Linked DNA regions of Gossypium hirsutum: region 2 is linked to region 1. Evidence: chromatin contacts called from public Hi-C data. All regions are on one chromosome and are shown on one strand. The core of a region is the stretch at or near the end of the contact, and the rest is flanking DNA. Distances in the headings are between cores, read along the strand shown.

Evidence for each region. Hi-C and Micro-C count contacts between places; a contact is called where the count stands out from the background.
Region 2: a contact with region 1 is called in a Hi-C map of leaf, with 2.3 times the contacts expected there. The contact joins the promoter of LOC107953410 here to the promoter of LOC107953403 in region 1. A contact is called at or near these places in 3 of 34 Hi-C or Micro-C datasets (leaf and petal).

What each region holds. Positions count from the first base shown.
Region 1 is chrD12:3,224,497-3,232,095 of Gossypium_hirsutum_v2.1, forward strand. It overlaps LOC107953403, which reads left to right and starts at 5,064. Exons shown (of 6, transcript XM_016888709.2): 1 at 5,064-5,379; 2 at 5,933-6,168; 3 at 6,251-6,509. The coding sequence starts at 5,350.
Region 2 is chrD12:3,391,544-3,399,142 of Gossypium_hirsutum_v2.1, forward strand. It overlaps LOC107953410 (transcription factor HHO6), which reads right to left and starts at 3,589. Exons shown (of 5, transcript XM_016888715.2): 1 at 3,041-3,589; 2 at 2,541-2,800; 3 at 2,045-2,432; 4 at 1,593-1,669; 5 at 868-1,433. The coding sequence starts at 3,254. The coding sequence ends at 1,146.

The DNA.
Region 1 (7,599 bases), core at 3,814-6,313:
AATGTTCTCTGATAAAAGGTTTTAAACAACTAAATAAAAAATAGATTTATCAACATTTAAATAAATTATATAAGTTTAAAGCAATTTTTAATGATGGTCACTATTAAATATTTTAAATTTTATTTAAATAATAATTTCATATAACATACGACCAGTTTAGGAGATAAAAATCTTCGAGTTTTGAGATAATTTTTGAGTTCTAAAATATTTTTTAATTATATTTAAAGTGAGTTATATTTTTTAAATTAAATTTTACATATGATTTTTTGAATCAGTAATAATGAACTTTTAAATAATAAATAGGTAGATTTTGCATAGGCCAATTAAATTTGGGTTGTTGGATTGAAACTTGGAAATATCGAGATGAATCTAATTATTTATGTATTTCAATTATCTTGGGAAACCCGAGCATAACTTTTCAATTAAACGCTTTTAACAAGAAGCATTTTTTAAAAATATTTGGGCAGTCATGTCTGATCTTTTTCAACATTTTCAAATATGTTTCACATTTGGTAGTATAGGCTTCTTGTGAAATGGATCCCGAACATAATAAGAAGCATTTTAAAAAAAATTTGTATAATCATATTCGATCTTTTCCAACATTTTCAAGTATGTTTCATATCTGGTGGTAGAGGCTTCCTATAAAATGGAGGTGATATAGAGAGATTTTTTGGAGTTAAGATAACCTTTGTGGAGAAAATTTGCATGTCGAGGAGAAGAGTGTAGATGTTAACAATATTAAGTTATTTTTCTTCATTTTTTTGAACAAAGTTCATAGTTGCTGCAACATAATTTGGATACTCACCCTAGTAGACTAATTTGTTTCAAGTATATTGTTACTCTATTTATGATATTTTATTAAAAAAACTGAGCTGAATGACGACACGAATGTCAAGTTAAAGGTTGATGCGCATTACTCAATTGAGAATGTTGTAATAGAGTTATATACTTAGTTTGAGGATGTACAGACATTTGCTCTAAGTTCGCTCTAAGTTCATTAACATTTGCTATTAATATGTATCCCATTTTTGGTTAAGAAGAGAAAGCAAAAAGTACAACCACCTGGTTGCGTAGTGGTTTCTTAACGTTGTTGGGAAGCTCATATCTGAAGATGTCAGAATCATCAATACGAAGACATTCATCTGTTGGATTCTTAGATTGCAACTTTGGTGTTTCACATTTTTAAAATTTGCAAAGTTTATTAAATTAAATATAATAATATACAAATAATTTATTTAACAAAACAATAAATTTATAATCTACAATATTATTAAAATACCAATATAGTTAACATAAAAATTACTTATCTTTCTAAAACATCAATAATATAATAATAGGTGCAAGAACTAAAACCTACTATTCGAAATTTTTTAACACTTAAAACAAAAGGAATTACCTTATATTTCTTAAGGAATTTGAGACCATAAAAATCGATTAAAGGCACGAAATTACTAATTTTTGGTAATTAAGAGAAAATAAAAAAAAAGTATTTAGAGATTGAGATTGATAATTGAGAGAAAAAGGAATTTGAGAATGAAATTTAGAGAAATGGTTTGATTAAATTGATTGAGAATTGGATGAAAGTGGGAGGGTTTATTTAGGGGAGGAGCAAACGATAATATTATCGTTTATTTATTTTTATTTAAATTTTTTTACCATTGATTTCAACGTTAAAAAAATGGATGGTCTTGATTTTTCGAACTTTTGAGACCCAAAAGCTAAGGTTATTACAAGAATCAAAATATTCTCTTTCACAATATTAAATGTAATGCAAGCGAAAGCATGACCTATTATTCAAAATATGACCTATTTCTTTTTTTTTATTTGGTAGAAAGGAAAATAGGCCAAGCGTAAAAACTAAACTAAATAAACTAATTTCTACTTGACTATATAAGAATGGTCAAACAGGTATCCTCTTTTAACAAAATCTTGATCTTGGACGGCGGATCTAAACGATCGATATCATCACTAATTGTCTTGACTAGGTAATCTGTCACTTTGTTATTGGTTTTTCAAATGTTCTGAATTTTACTTTCCAATCTCTAGAATACAAGTTGTTAATCATCTAAATTTCAACAACATTGTTAACCTTTGCAAGTCTGGTTTGAAGAACCTCAATAAGCAAAGCATTGTCACTCTCCAATTCGACTTGTGTAAAACTTTTATCCCAAGCTAGTCTCAACCCTTTAAGAACCGCTCTAGCTTCAATTTGGGAAATATCTGTTATACTTATTGCCATCTTGAAACTAAACAACCAACCACTGCTTGGTCCCCTCGCTACTCCTCGATTGTTTCTCTTGAACCACTCCTTGATAACGATCAATCAACACTAATTTTGATCCATTTGAAGGTTGAATTTTGCCAACTATTCACTGCACGCCCATATTTCAATTGCCCCTCCTATTTGCAATGATTTAGTCCATGTGGTAGTTGAGGAAATAATATTTCTTCTTTTCCAAACAAACTAACAAACAATCCCCAAAAAAACCTCCCATTGTCCACAACCAAATGCACAATTACCTTCATTCTTTAAGTTACACGTGATCCATCTTTCAAGAGGAAATGAAAAAGCATATCCAATATTTCATAGGAACAACTGCTTTCCAAACTGATTTTGCAAAAGAACAATCCCTAACAACATGCAATGTGGGTTCCAAAATGGCACCACATTGCTCGTAAAATGGAACCTGAGTCATACCTCGTCTAGCACGCTCCTCATTTGTTAGTAGCCGACCATGAATAAGCAACCACAAAAACATCCTGACTCGTTGAGGGGGCCGTAATCTTCCATATTAGCTTGTTGCCCCTAAAATGTCCTGAATCATCCGCAACAAAAAAAAATGTTTGTAAGACTCCATGACAGAGAACTTCCCTGTCGATGTCCATTTCCAGGAAACAAAGTGTGAATCGACTCCACTAGTAGGCACTTAGTGTGCAAGAATATGTGTTAAAATTCCTCTAGGGAGAACTGAAGATAACCACGGTATATTCCAGATTCCATCCAAGAGAGCCACTTTACTTACTAAAATCGTGTCATTCAGCTCCCCGGGTCCAAGATAGAATTGTTGTAGAGGACGAATCTCTAGCACCCAATCATCGTTCCAGAAATTGATTAGGCGACCATCCCGAATAATCCAGATAATGCCATTTTTGACTTCATCCCAAATGTGCATCACAAACCTTCATAAGTAAGATGGGTTACTACGCTGAATATCATCAAGTACCAAACTATGGATACTATATTTATTTCTTAAAATTCTAACCTAAAACGCACCAGGATTAGCAATCAAATTGAAGCCAAGCTTCATAAGGAACAACTTGTTTTGAACTTGCAAACTTTGGATTCCCAGACCACCATTATCTTTAGACCGATAACAGATATTCCAGTTGACTAGAGATGGTTTCTGAATAGAAATAGAAGACCCTCACAAAAAAAGCATGAGCCAATTTTTCAATTTCATTACAACAAGAATTCTTGCAGTTGACATGAAATAATTAGGAATCGACAGCAAAACAGACTTTACTAATGTCAGATGACCTGCTAATGATAGCTTGCACACATCCCACTCAAAAAGTTGAGCTATAACTTTGTCCAGTATGAATTGAAACATATTAATCCCTACTCTATCGTGAAAGAAAGGCATTATGAGGTATCTCCCCATATCACTGGCCCTTGTAAAGCCAAGTTTAGAGCATACACTCCTAGCTTCCTCGTCCCTAACATTAGATGAAAAGAAAACTTGAGTCTTTTGCTTGTTAACACGATGACCAGCAAAATGAAAAAAGGTGTCTAAGACATGCTTGAGACAAACGTCTCCTGAGTCATCAGCTCTACAGAACAACACTAAATCATTTGTAAAAAATAGATGTGACACACCTAGCGCTCAATGAGAAAGCATTATTGGTTCCCATAGCTGCTGATCAACTGTCGCTTCAATTAAGTGGCCTAACAATTCCATACACAAAACAAAAAGATATGTTGACAGAGGATCACCTTGCCGAACACCTCTTGTTGGAATGAACGAATCAGAAATAAAACCATTCCCAAAAAGTTGCATTGAGGCAGACAAGACACATAGCATAATCGCCTGTTGTAAGCTTTTCCAAGATCAACCTTTACCACCATCTAACCCTTTTTAATCTTGGTTTGCTTCATCGTATGGATTACCTCTTGAGCTGTGATAATATTATCCGAAATGTTCTGTGAGGCAATAAAGCTCGACTAATTTTATCGAACCAGATCTTACGTAATTCTTCAAAAACGGATTACAATTGTTTTTGTAATTATTTTATAATTATTTCTTTTTTTTTTCAAAACAAATAACTTGATTAATTTAATTCCCAATATATATTTATGGCAAATTAACTCTTAATACTACTAGTCTAGTTAATTAATGATAACACTCATCAATCGAATTCCAACTCATGGAAAATTATAAAAAAAAAAGAAGCATTATTACCAAAGCTCTATTTTGTTTTAATTTTATCATAAATTTAGTATTTTATTCTTTTAACCATCTGCTTAAAATGACATGATTAACTTATTAAATTTTAAATAACCCATTGCTTTGTCCAAGGATAATATTGTTTTTTTTATACAAATTTTCCCTTTTTTTTAATTCAAGATTTTCATCCATGATTATATATATATGATTGACTCCCTCCATAATTTAATAAATACGTCGCAGTTGTGTAAAAAATTAATATATTTAATAATTTTTATTATAATTAATAAAAAAAAACAAAATGTACATAATGCATGAGAAATTGAGGGATCTAAATCAAGTACACATCTGATCACAATATTATAAAGAGAAAGCGAAGGAATGGAAAGGTATGTGAGACCATAATTTATTACAAGGTTAAAAAAGCTTGCTTTTGTTAATGAAAAAGAATTAAAGTAACATTTTTTAAACAAATGGTCCTTTTATAAAAAGCATAAGTCCGTTACCAACAAGTCATCATCACATAATTAAAACGGAACCTGTCCACAAAACGCCATCGTTTTGTGCTTGCTCCGTACTCGCAGCTACGATTATTAAAAAGGGGTTATGTGACTGTAAAGGATGTGCAGAAAGCAAAGCAGAGTGAGCGTTGCTTCAGAAACGGGATTTAGGAACAAACAAACAGCCTTCAATCATTTTGTTCTAATCTCCGCCATAATTAATCTCATTCCTTTTCTACTTTCATTTAAAATCAAAATAAAGAATTCCAGTTTTGTTTGAAAGATAAGAAAGATCAAAGCTATTAGCTTCTTCCCTTTTTATCATTTGAGTGAACAACAAAATCCCATTGATAAAGGAGTTGCCAATGCCATTTGATTGCTTTACTTTTTGAGCTCTCATAGTCATGGCCGACGATCTCTGTTTCTTCACCAAGGTCAGTTCCCCCCCCCCCTTTTCCCTTTTGTAGGAGTGTGTTTTTTTGGGGGGTTTCATTGTCGTTATCTTGAGTGAGATTAAAGATTCTATTAATTATTTCATTTTTCATATTTTAGTGTCATGCGAATATACTGATCTATTTTTCCGTGCACACGCACAGAAAACTGATCTTTGTATTGTAAACCCATATCTTGAGCGGGGCTTGTTTTCTATCGTCAATTCACAATACCCAGATTTCATTTTCATGAAAGATATGTTCTTTGATATTTATGTGCATGTTGGTTTATTTATTTACGTTAAACGTGATTAATCAATTAATTCTAATTGCATATTAAATTAAACCAATTAATGTATTGCTCAACTCACAGCTGAGTCTTCTAGCTAAATCAGATCAGAGTTCAGTTCAGTGCTATAAGAATGCCCACATCATCTCTTTCACAAGCTCCATTTAATGACTTATCAATAACAAAGTTCTGCTTTGTTTTATCTTTTTTTTTTTGCTTTATTGGTATAATTTGTTATTAATATCTGGCAGATTCATTGAATTTCAGGATTCTTTCATCCTAAAGTCGTCAAAGAAGTCTCCATTGGTGTTGAGGACGGTTGTATTGTTTTTTGTAATGGTTTGTGGAGTGTATATCTGCACGATTTGTTTGAAGCAAATAAGCACTGGCAGCACCACTGAATTTTTGAATTTTAGAGTGGTCCAAAAGCCCTGTCCAGAACCTAATATTGAGCCATGGGAAATTCCTTACGTACACTATCCGAACCCCAAAACTTATAGCAGGTAAGAGAATGATTTTAGTCCTCCTAAGTTTGGTTTCAGTTTTCAGATATAAATATGGGATTAATTTTTTGTGTGTGATTAGGGCTGAATGTGCGTGCAACCCAGTCCAGTATTTTGCCATTATGTCAATGCAGAGATCCGGGAGTGGATGGTTCGAGACATTATTGAACAATCATACTAACATAAGCTCAAATGGGGAGATATTTTCTGTCAAAGTTAGGAGGAGTAATGTGTCAACAATTTTTGAGACTTTGGACAAAATTTATAACCTAGACTGGATGAGTAGTGCCTCAAAAAATGAGTGCACAGCTGCAGTTGGCTTGAAGTGGATGCTTAATCAGGTGAGCACCTCATGGGTGAAACGCGATTTCTAAAGTTTAACTGCTAATTGCAAATATTTCTATGGCAGAAATACACTGAAAATTACTTATGTTCTTCCCATATGAATCTGCAAAAAGGAGTTGAGTACTAAATGGTTCACACTATCTGCTATACAAAGCCTTAGTTATACCAGTTAGATTCATATTAGGAATGGCTAATTTAGTGGGTGGGAGCTCTACAACCAGGACACCAAAAATGAAGCAAAAGAAACCCAAAACATCCTTTATATTTATAAATACACTTGTGCTTTTAGGTTTTCTAATGGTCTTTCAGTGAATGCAAGTTTTGAGTTCCTTGGTTTCTGCAGCATAATCATGATAAACTCATGACAGCTAATACCATTCTGTGTTTGATTGCCTCTTTCTTTTTCTAAATTACCTACTATCTTTGTTTCCCAATCCAGTTTTATGTAATTCTATTAGGAACCTGATGCTTTTGCCCTGTAATTAGAAACCAATCCCCTACTGCTCAAAAAGAATTAAATGACTATCCTAGCATGCTTTTTCACACAAGACAATCCAACATCATGTTATTTTTGTTAGTATTCCAATATACCACCAACCTCATATTCTTAACCCAGCCAATTGATTTCTGTATAACTGCTGCTAATTCGAGCCTTACTTGCATCTAGATACTCCTTTTATTAGGACAGCAGGTTCTGGGTCTTCTTCTCTTTAGATGCGAGTTTGCATAAAGTTGGGTTATGATTATTAGATATCCTAGTGCTCCAGATTTCTGATAATAATTTAGGGAAAATTATTAAGTGTATCACTAAGGAGAGTTGAGCTGTTGCATAAGTTTGTGGGGTTTTTCTTTTCCTTCTTGTGACTTCTACTTGGTAAGTTAAGGGGGTAAAAATGGGGACAAACATGATGTCTCATCTAGGCTCTTAACATATTTGGTCACCCTGGGGATCATGTCAAGCTTTCTATGACGTTGCTTTTGCAGCATGATAATAGAAGAGGGGTGCAACGAGAGTTAGATCAGTTGTGGCCTTCCTTTCATAAAATGGTTGGGTGTAAATATAAAGCTGTGTCTCTATATAGGTAG
Region 2 (7,599 bases), core at 2,339-4,838, 170 kb after region 1:
AAGAAATTACCATACAGGGTAAAAGAAATTGTTATTTTAATTTATGGCTGTCAGCACCCAATTATTGATTAAAAGCTAAAGTTAATCAACAAGTAAATATATATATTTAAAATTTATGGCAGAAATTGATTAATAGCTACAAGTTTTTATCATCATGAAACTTGTGTTTGCCAAACAGTCTTCCAATTTGAGAATTTTGGTCACTTTGCAAAAAATCTGGAAGAATATGCCAACCACTTGTCTTGTCTTTTCAGAAGAAGAAAAAAAGTGCATTTTGGAATAATTTTGAGACATATTTTGTACGTAAACATAAGACACAAGTAAGGGAATATTAACCCTAAAATCTTATTCCCAAGATAAGTTGGGATCTTCCGTTTTCTCATTGTATTTACCAAATCACTGATATTAATAAGGTTAACAAATGTTGTCTATCCTCATAGTAATTTATATTATGAATATGAATACATAAATACATTAAAAAATGTATGATTTACTATATATCATTTTTAAGGTTGATCATATGAAACAACCTAACAAAACCCCAGATTGGTGATGCAATCTCTCGTATCAAATACGAGAAGCCACCTGTGGTGGCATTTACCAAGCTTTCATCTTTCTCCTTAAGAAAACACTCTCTCAAACAAGTCTCGAGTGAAAAAAGGACAAACTTCAGAAGGACCAGACACATGAATCAATTGTCTATGGCTTAAGTTAGGACTAGGAAAGCCTTGTCAGACAAAAAGAATACTGCAAAACAAAGGCAACTTTTGACAACAATTTTCTATAACCTCAAAACAGTATCAAAAGCACTAGCACAACAGAGGTTCAATGTAATAGAGCAAGTAAAGGAGAAGCTAAGCTTTATGATATGGGAATACTGCAGTGCTCATATTTCTTCCAATGGTGAAAACATGGATGATATATAATTGGAATTCTTGTACTGGTTCCGGAAGAAAACCAAAAAAAAATAAACTTGATTCGATATCGAAGGAAAGCTAATCCTGCAAAATTTTCACAGCCTCTCTCATTTCTCAACATCCTTCTCCTTTTATGTATAATATAGTAATAGTGTATTGTAATTTTTATGATCGCCAACTCCTCCCATGTATACTTTATATCTGCAAAATTCATGGTGGATAAACACTCTATACATCATCTTTCCCAGGTTTGTGAATATGGCTTTTCCAGCTATAGCTTTCAGATTTTGCATCTTCATCATCTTCCATGCTGTCACCTCCCGGATTGGAGGTCCCCCCAGTGTTTGTGGCTAGCTGGAGAGGTCCTTGAGGAGAGCCAGACTGGGAACTGCTCCCCTTCGAGGATTCTCCGTACTGATCCTGGGACATCCACAAACCACTCCCCAAAACAACGACTGATTGATTCGCAGGACTGGTTGTGGAAGCTGGAAGTCTTCTTGTGTGAAGTCGGTATTTCTGGAAAAGTCACAGGAAAATTCTCCCATCAAATATTCATCCATAAAAAACCTTCATATAACCATTAATCCTGGAAAATATTAAGACACCAAACATTCTCTTTTTTCCTTTCATGAGATCAAACCACCAAGAAAAAAATATATAAATCTAAGAACCAACCTGCAAATGACTCTTAACTTCATCATTGGTCAAGCCATCTACTTGCATAAGTTCCCTAATCTGCTTTGGAGTGGCCACTGCAAAAAGTTTAAGAAATTTGATTCAGAAACTTTGAAGTAAAATTATCAAAGAGTGAATTGCCATGGAAAAAGAACACTTCAATCCAATGATCCCAACAGAATCATACAGATATTACTTAGCCAGATTTGAATCTATACTTTCCACCTCTAAAAATATAACCAGACTGAGTTATAAGTGAACCGAAAATCACTACAAACAAGTGCTGTTTCTAGCAAATCTAATCTTCCCATTGACCAAACTTCTAAATTCTCATCTAAGATGACTAGAACAATATATAATCCAACTCAAGACAGGGAAAAGAAGATCTAAGAACAACAAAATCCAAATTGTCACAATCTAAGTACATTACCAATGGAACATCATTTGCTCACCTTGAGAGCCTCCTAATTGCTGCAAGGCATTGACAAACCGGCGATGCAACTCAGGTGACCAGCACCTCCTTTGCTTCCTAGCAGTCTGTTGTTGTTGTTGTTGCTGCTGCTGCTGGTGATGGGACAGTGGCTGTGGTACAGAGCGAAAAGTGGACTGAGCATTGGGGGCAGAAGAAGAAACTGCTCTGCTACAACTTGTCCTAGACCCCGTAGAACATGATTCCTCTTTCAGATTCTTGATTCCAGGAGTCAAAAGCGTTAATCCATGAACTGGTATCTCCTCTTTCTCTTCTTTCCTCACTGCAAAACCCAAATTCATCTTGAATGGCATAAAGGCTGTTGCTGTTCCCCTATTTTTACATCCTTGAGATGAATCTCCGTCCTTTCTCTGTTGCAAAACAAACAAATAATATTCAATTTTTAGCACTGTTATTTCATTATAAACTACAATTCTTTAGCTTAAATGTGGTTCAATCTTCTCTTTACTTTGAGGTACCTTAGAATCTAGTTTGTGACTAATGGAACTATAATCATCATCAGTGTTCCAAAGCTGAACAGAACTCATCCAATTTTTCTTGTCCTTATTATTATTGCAGTTGTTGTTAGAATCTTTTTCCTTTTTGTTGGTGATTAAGGCACCATCTTCCTCACTTCGATTATTTTCCTTCTTGTTCTTCAATGGAATGAACTCTTCTAAAACTGGTTCAACATTTCTTGACATACATTGCACTGACTCCTCTTTCAAAGCTACAATGGCTGCAATCAAACAGAAAATCAAATTTACATTTGATAGCTTAATTAGAGTCCCAAAACAACAAACACCCAAGTTATAGAACCGATCAGAAAACCAAAAACAAAGCTAAAGACAAACGTTTTTCAATTGAAACTCGCAACCGAGAGCAGGGTTTTTTTCTTTAAAAAAAAGGAAATCAAAAGAGAACCCATTAATAATGGGGGGAAATAGGGGTGTGATTTATATGGATTGAAGAAACGAACCATCGTTGAGAAGGAGCATGCAAAGAGGAAGTTCACGTTTAAAAGCATCGATCTTTCTCATTTCTTCTTCCAATCTTTTAACAAAAGCATCGAGTTTTGAAACCTTGTCAGGAACGTTGCCGATTAGTGAAACCTCCTTGAGAAAAGTACAGATCGTTTTGGGTACAAAAGTGGGTCTAAAATCCAAGCTCAGTTCTGGGGGAACCGAACCCATTTCTGATCCTTTTGGGTTTTCCTCTCACAATCCTACCCTTTTGCTTCCTATGGTTTATTTTTCCTTCTGATTCCTTTATGGTATCTGTTGAAGCTGAGAGAAAAGGAGGTGAAATGAGAAAGGAAGTGGCGAGATCTATGAATGAATATATAGAGAGAGGGTAAAGGGAGCTATTTCTTAATTAAATTGGTTTATTTATATATTTGGAAATAATGAGATGTATGTGAAGAGTGAGAGAGAAGCGATTGCTGTTTGGGGAGAGAGAAAATGAAGGAAAATAAAATTTGGGTAGCTTGGAGAGGGAGTCGGGTGAGAAAAGGGGAATGGAAATTAAGAAGGCGAATATTCTGTTTGCGGTTTTTGGGTTATAAAGTCACTTTCGCGTCGTCGCATATCCTATCTCTCACTCACTCTTTTCTCCGAGTTCACTCACCCTTTTTTTTCCCTAATTCTCTCTCTTAAGCCTTTTATTTCTTTTTTGAAGAGCTTAATTCCAGCTTTATTCCAATTCCCAAATTCAATTTTATTTTAAAATCAATTTATCTAATATTTTCTTCAAATTAATTATATAAATATGAAAATCATGTGTAGAACTAAGCATAATCTCTTTAATTTTGTGGTTTAAGTCCCATTTTAAACATCATTATTCTAAAATTTAATTTCTATATTTAATTTTTTAATTTGGTTAAAAATATGTTATAAGTTCATGTATTCTTTAAAAAATTTGGAATCTAATCTATGTACTTTTATTTTTAGGAATTTAGTCCTTTGACTTTTTAAATTTAAAAATTCAAGTCCAACCGTTAACACTATTAAAATTATTTTGTTAATTCTGAGTTCATTATTACATCTTTTTTTAGTTACATACTACCAAGTGAGTTTTTTTTTATTTCAAAATATAACACCGATAAATTTAACAAAAAAAATAATACTTGAATTTTGAAATCTAAAAAAGTAGAAAAACTAAATTCCTAAAAATAACGGTACATTGGCTAAATTTCAAAATTATACATGAATTTTGATTTAATATGCAATTATATGCATGAACTTTAATTTGGTGCAATTATACACGTGAAACTCTAATTGTGGTTCAAATGTATACTTGAAACTTTAATTTTGATTTAATCATACACATTTAAAGAAATAAATACATCAATTTATTTTTATATTGCATAAATATGATTATTTTATATATGCAATCTATAAACATAAATATATAAACATAAAATGATGTTATATCAATAATTATGTTAATAATTTACAAGAATCGGATCAAATCAAAATTTCATGTATAAAATTACACAAAACCAAAGTTCATGTATATAATTGCACAGTAAACCTTCGTTTATGTACGTTTTTGGTATTTATCCCCGTTTTTAAACCTTTTAATTTCATTTCTAATCCATATTGTAATCATTAAATTCGTCAAGTTAAAATCTGTTATTTTCAAATATCAATCTGTTATTTTTTTATATAATACTCACAAAAAACCACACCATATTAGTTAATGAATTTAAAAATTATCATTTGAGACATAACTAAAGTTTTAAAATTAAAAAAGTATTAAAATTAAATGATCAAATTAGAGAACAACAACTAAATCTAAAGTTACGCATAATGTTAAATATATATAATTATATGCGACTTTAATATTATGTAACATTATTATAATTTTACGAAATCTAAATTTAAATACTAAACTACACCTACTAAATTCATATATATATATATATCTCAAAGTCTACTTGTTGCCACAAATTGATGGGCTATAAATCACAACAGTTGAAAATTAGCTATTGCAAAACAAATATGTTAAGATTGATTGGAAAATAAATAACAAATTAAGAAATTAGAAATTTATTGTATCGTGGTAAATCACTATCTTAGAAACGAATTCGCCCTAATCGGTATAATCGTGTAGTGGACGTCGTCCCCCAAAGTTAACATAATGTTTCAATGTTCATACACCCGAATAAGGAAGATAGAACTCGATTGGTGTTGCTCTTCTCAGGGAAATCACAACAGGATTAATTTCCAGAAAAGTTTGGATGGGTCACAACCAGTCCCGCTTAAAACCTAGACTCCTAGACAAAATTTTCTCTAAAGTGATTTAAGGGAAAAATCGACAAAGTGTTTAAGAAAATTGGAAAGGAAGAGGAGGAAAGAGTTTTTCTGAATGTGTTGTGTTTTCTTTCTATGTGTAAAAAATGAGGAAATCAACCCTCTATTTATATTGAAAATGGAAAGGCAAAATGGTAAATAGGCAGAGGCAAAAGAGTAAAATATATAGCACAGGAACAGTTTTGAAATTATGCCACTATTTTCGCCCACGATACATGTCAAAGACACAAATACGAAAAATGGGCGAACGACGGCGGCACGCACTGTTATAGGTCTATGGCCCAATTACTCAATGAGAGCAAGAAGTAAAGCTATATAAAAACTCTTTTGATAGATTGTACTTAACCAATGTGGGATATACCCACTAACATCAACCCTTTGCATTACCAACAATCCCCCACTAATGCAAAGTAATTTAGAGGTTTTGAAAACACGAGGAAAAATAGAGCTTTTTTTCTAGTTAAATCGTGAGAAGAGCAATAGTGAATTTAGTTGCTTAAGCACTAGTATCTTGTGGATTTGAACTAGTACATAGTGAAATAAATGATTCTTTTCTTTAACAAGTGAACGAATCTTGAACTTGTTAAAATAGAAGTTAACTCAAGACACACAACTAATCTCGAATCCAATTGATGTTCCGTGATAACTCAACAAGTTTTAGCCAATGTACCTCGGGATGCTAGTGTCACGGGGCTAGACCTTTCGTCTCGCAAACCGTGCGGCCTTAGGCGATCCGTTTGCTCTAAACTCGCCTAAGTTAGCCTTTACGCCCAAAAGTGAGGATTCCTTAGAATTCCTCCAAGGCACCAATTTGTATAGCGGAAGTGATTGTGCCAAAAGAAGCTACAAAAGAACAACAGAAAGAGCGCACGCAAAGTGTTTGAGTAAATGCTCTCAGAACTCTATTACTCTTAAGAATTCAGAATACAATGGAATGAGTACAAATGGGGGGGAGGCTCTCTATTTATAGTTGAGCTCCCCCAAAACCGACGGTCAAGATACATTTACATCGACGGATGAGATTTAACCATATCCCTTAATTTTAGGGATTTACAAGATAAGCCTTATCAAATCTAATCTAATCTTTACAAGATAAGATTCCCTCTATCTTCTAATATTAGTTACTATATTTAGCCTAAGTTACCATCTCTTCATTACCGGGCCAACCAGGCTTCAATCTGACAGGCTTGTCCAATAGCTCTTTGAATCGGGCCAGTTCTTGTAGGCCAAATGATCCCCATCTGAGCAATAGACCTCCATTGGATGCATTTGGTGCGATGGTCACGGGCTTTGAACTTTGGCCCGTGACACTAGTAAGTGCTTTAGAAAAACTGCCCAAAATGGTTTTTCGTAGAAGGTGGCTAGTCCTTCACACTTATGTAGGTGGTTTCATCAAGTCTATCTCAATATAGACTACTCGAATTAGGGCTGTGAAATCATTAAGAGCTTTCATTAAGCTCATCCTCACAAATTTAAGTTTGGTGAATTCATTAAGTCTATTTCAATAAGACCACCCAAACTCTTGGGACATGAACTCAACCTCTCAAGTCGGTGAATTCATCAAGTCCATCCCAATAGGACCACCCAAATTATAGGCTATGAATTCATTAAGAGTAAAAACTCATCCTTACGTACGTACATCATTCGCCATAGGGATAGGTAAAATGTACACACTGAGTCTTTCGATGGTTTCGTTTGATCACATTGAACTTAAAAACTAAGTTGGGTATCCACCATGAATTCCTAAACCACTAGGCTTAAGACTCATCCCCTCGACAAATCAAGAACCATTTCCCAACTTAACCATTTGGTTAGTGGATCAGCTAGGTTCCTTTCAAACCTCATGTACTCCAAAGCGAGTAATCCATTCTTTATTAAATGTCTCACAGATTCATATCTTATTCGAATATGTCTTTTCTTATCATTGGAAGCTTGACTTTTAGCAACACAAATTGTGACTTGTGAGTCACATAATAAAGATACGGAAGGTACTGGTTTTTCCCATAAAAGAATCTCCGCAAGTAGATTTCTAAGCCACTCGGCCTCTTTCTCAGCTAAGTTTGACTCCATCATGGAGCGAGCAATACAGGTCTGTTTAGCAGACTTCCACGAAATGGTTGATTCACCCAAAATAAAGACATACCCATTTATAGAGCTTATCTCATCATTATCAGTTACCCAGTTTGCATCACAATAGCCTTCAAGGACTACAAGGTACCTGGCA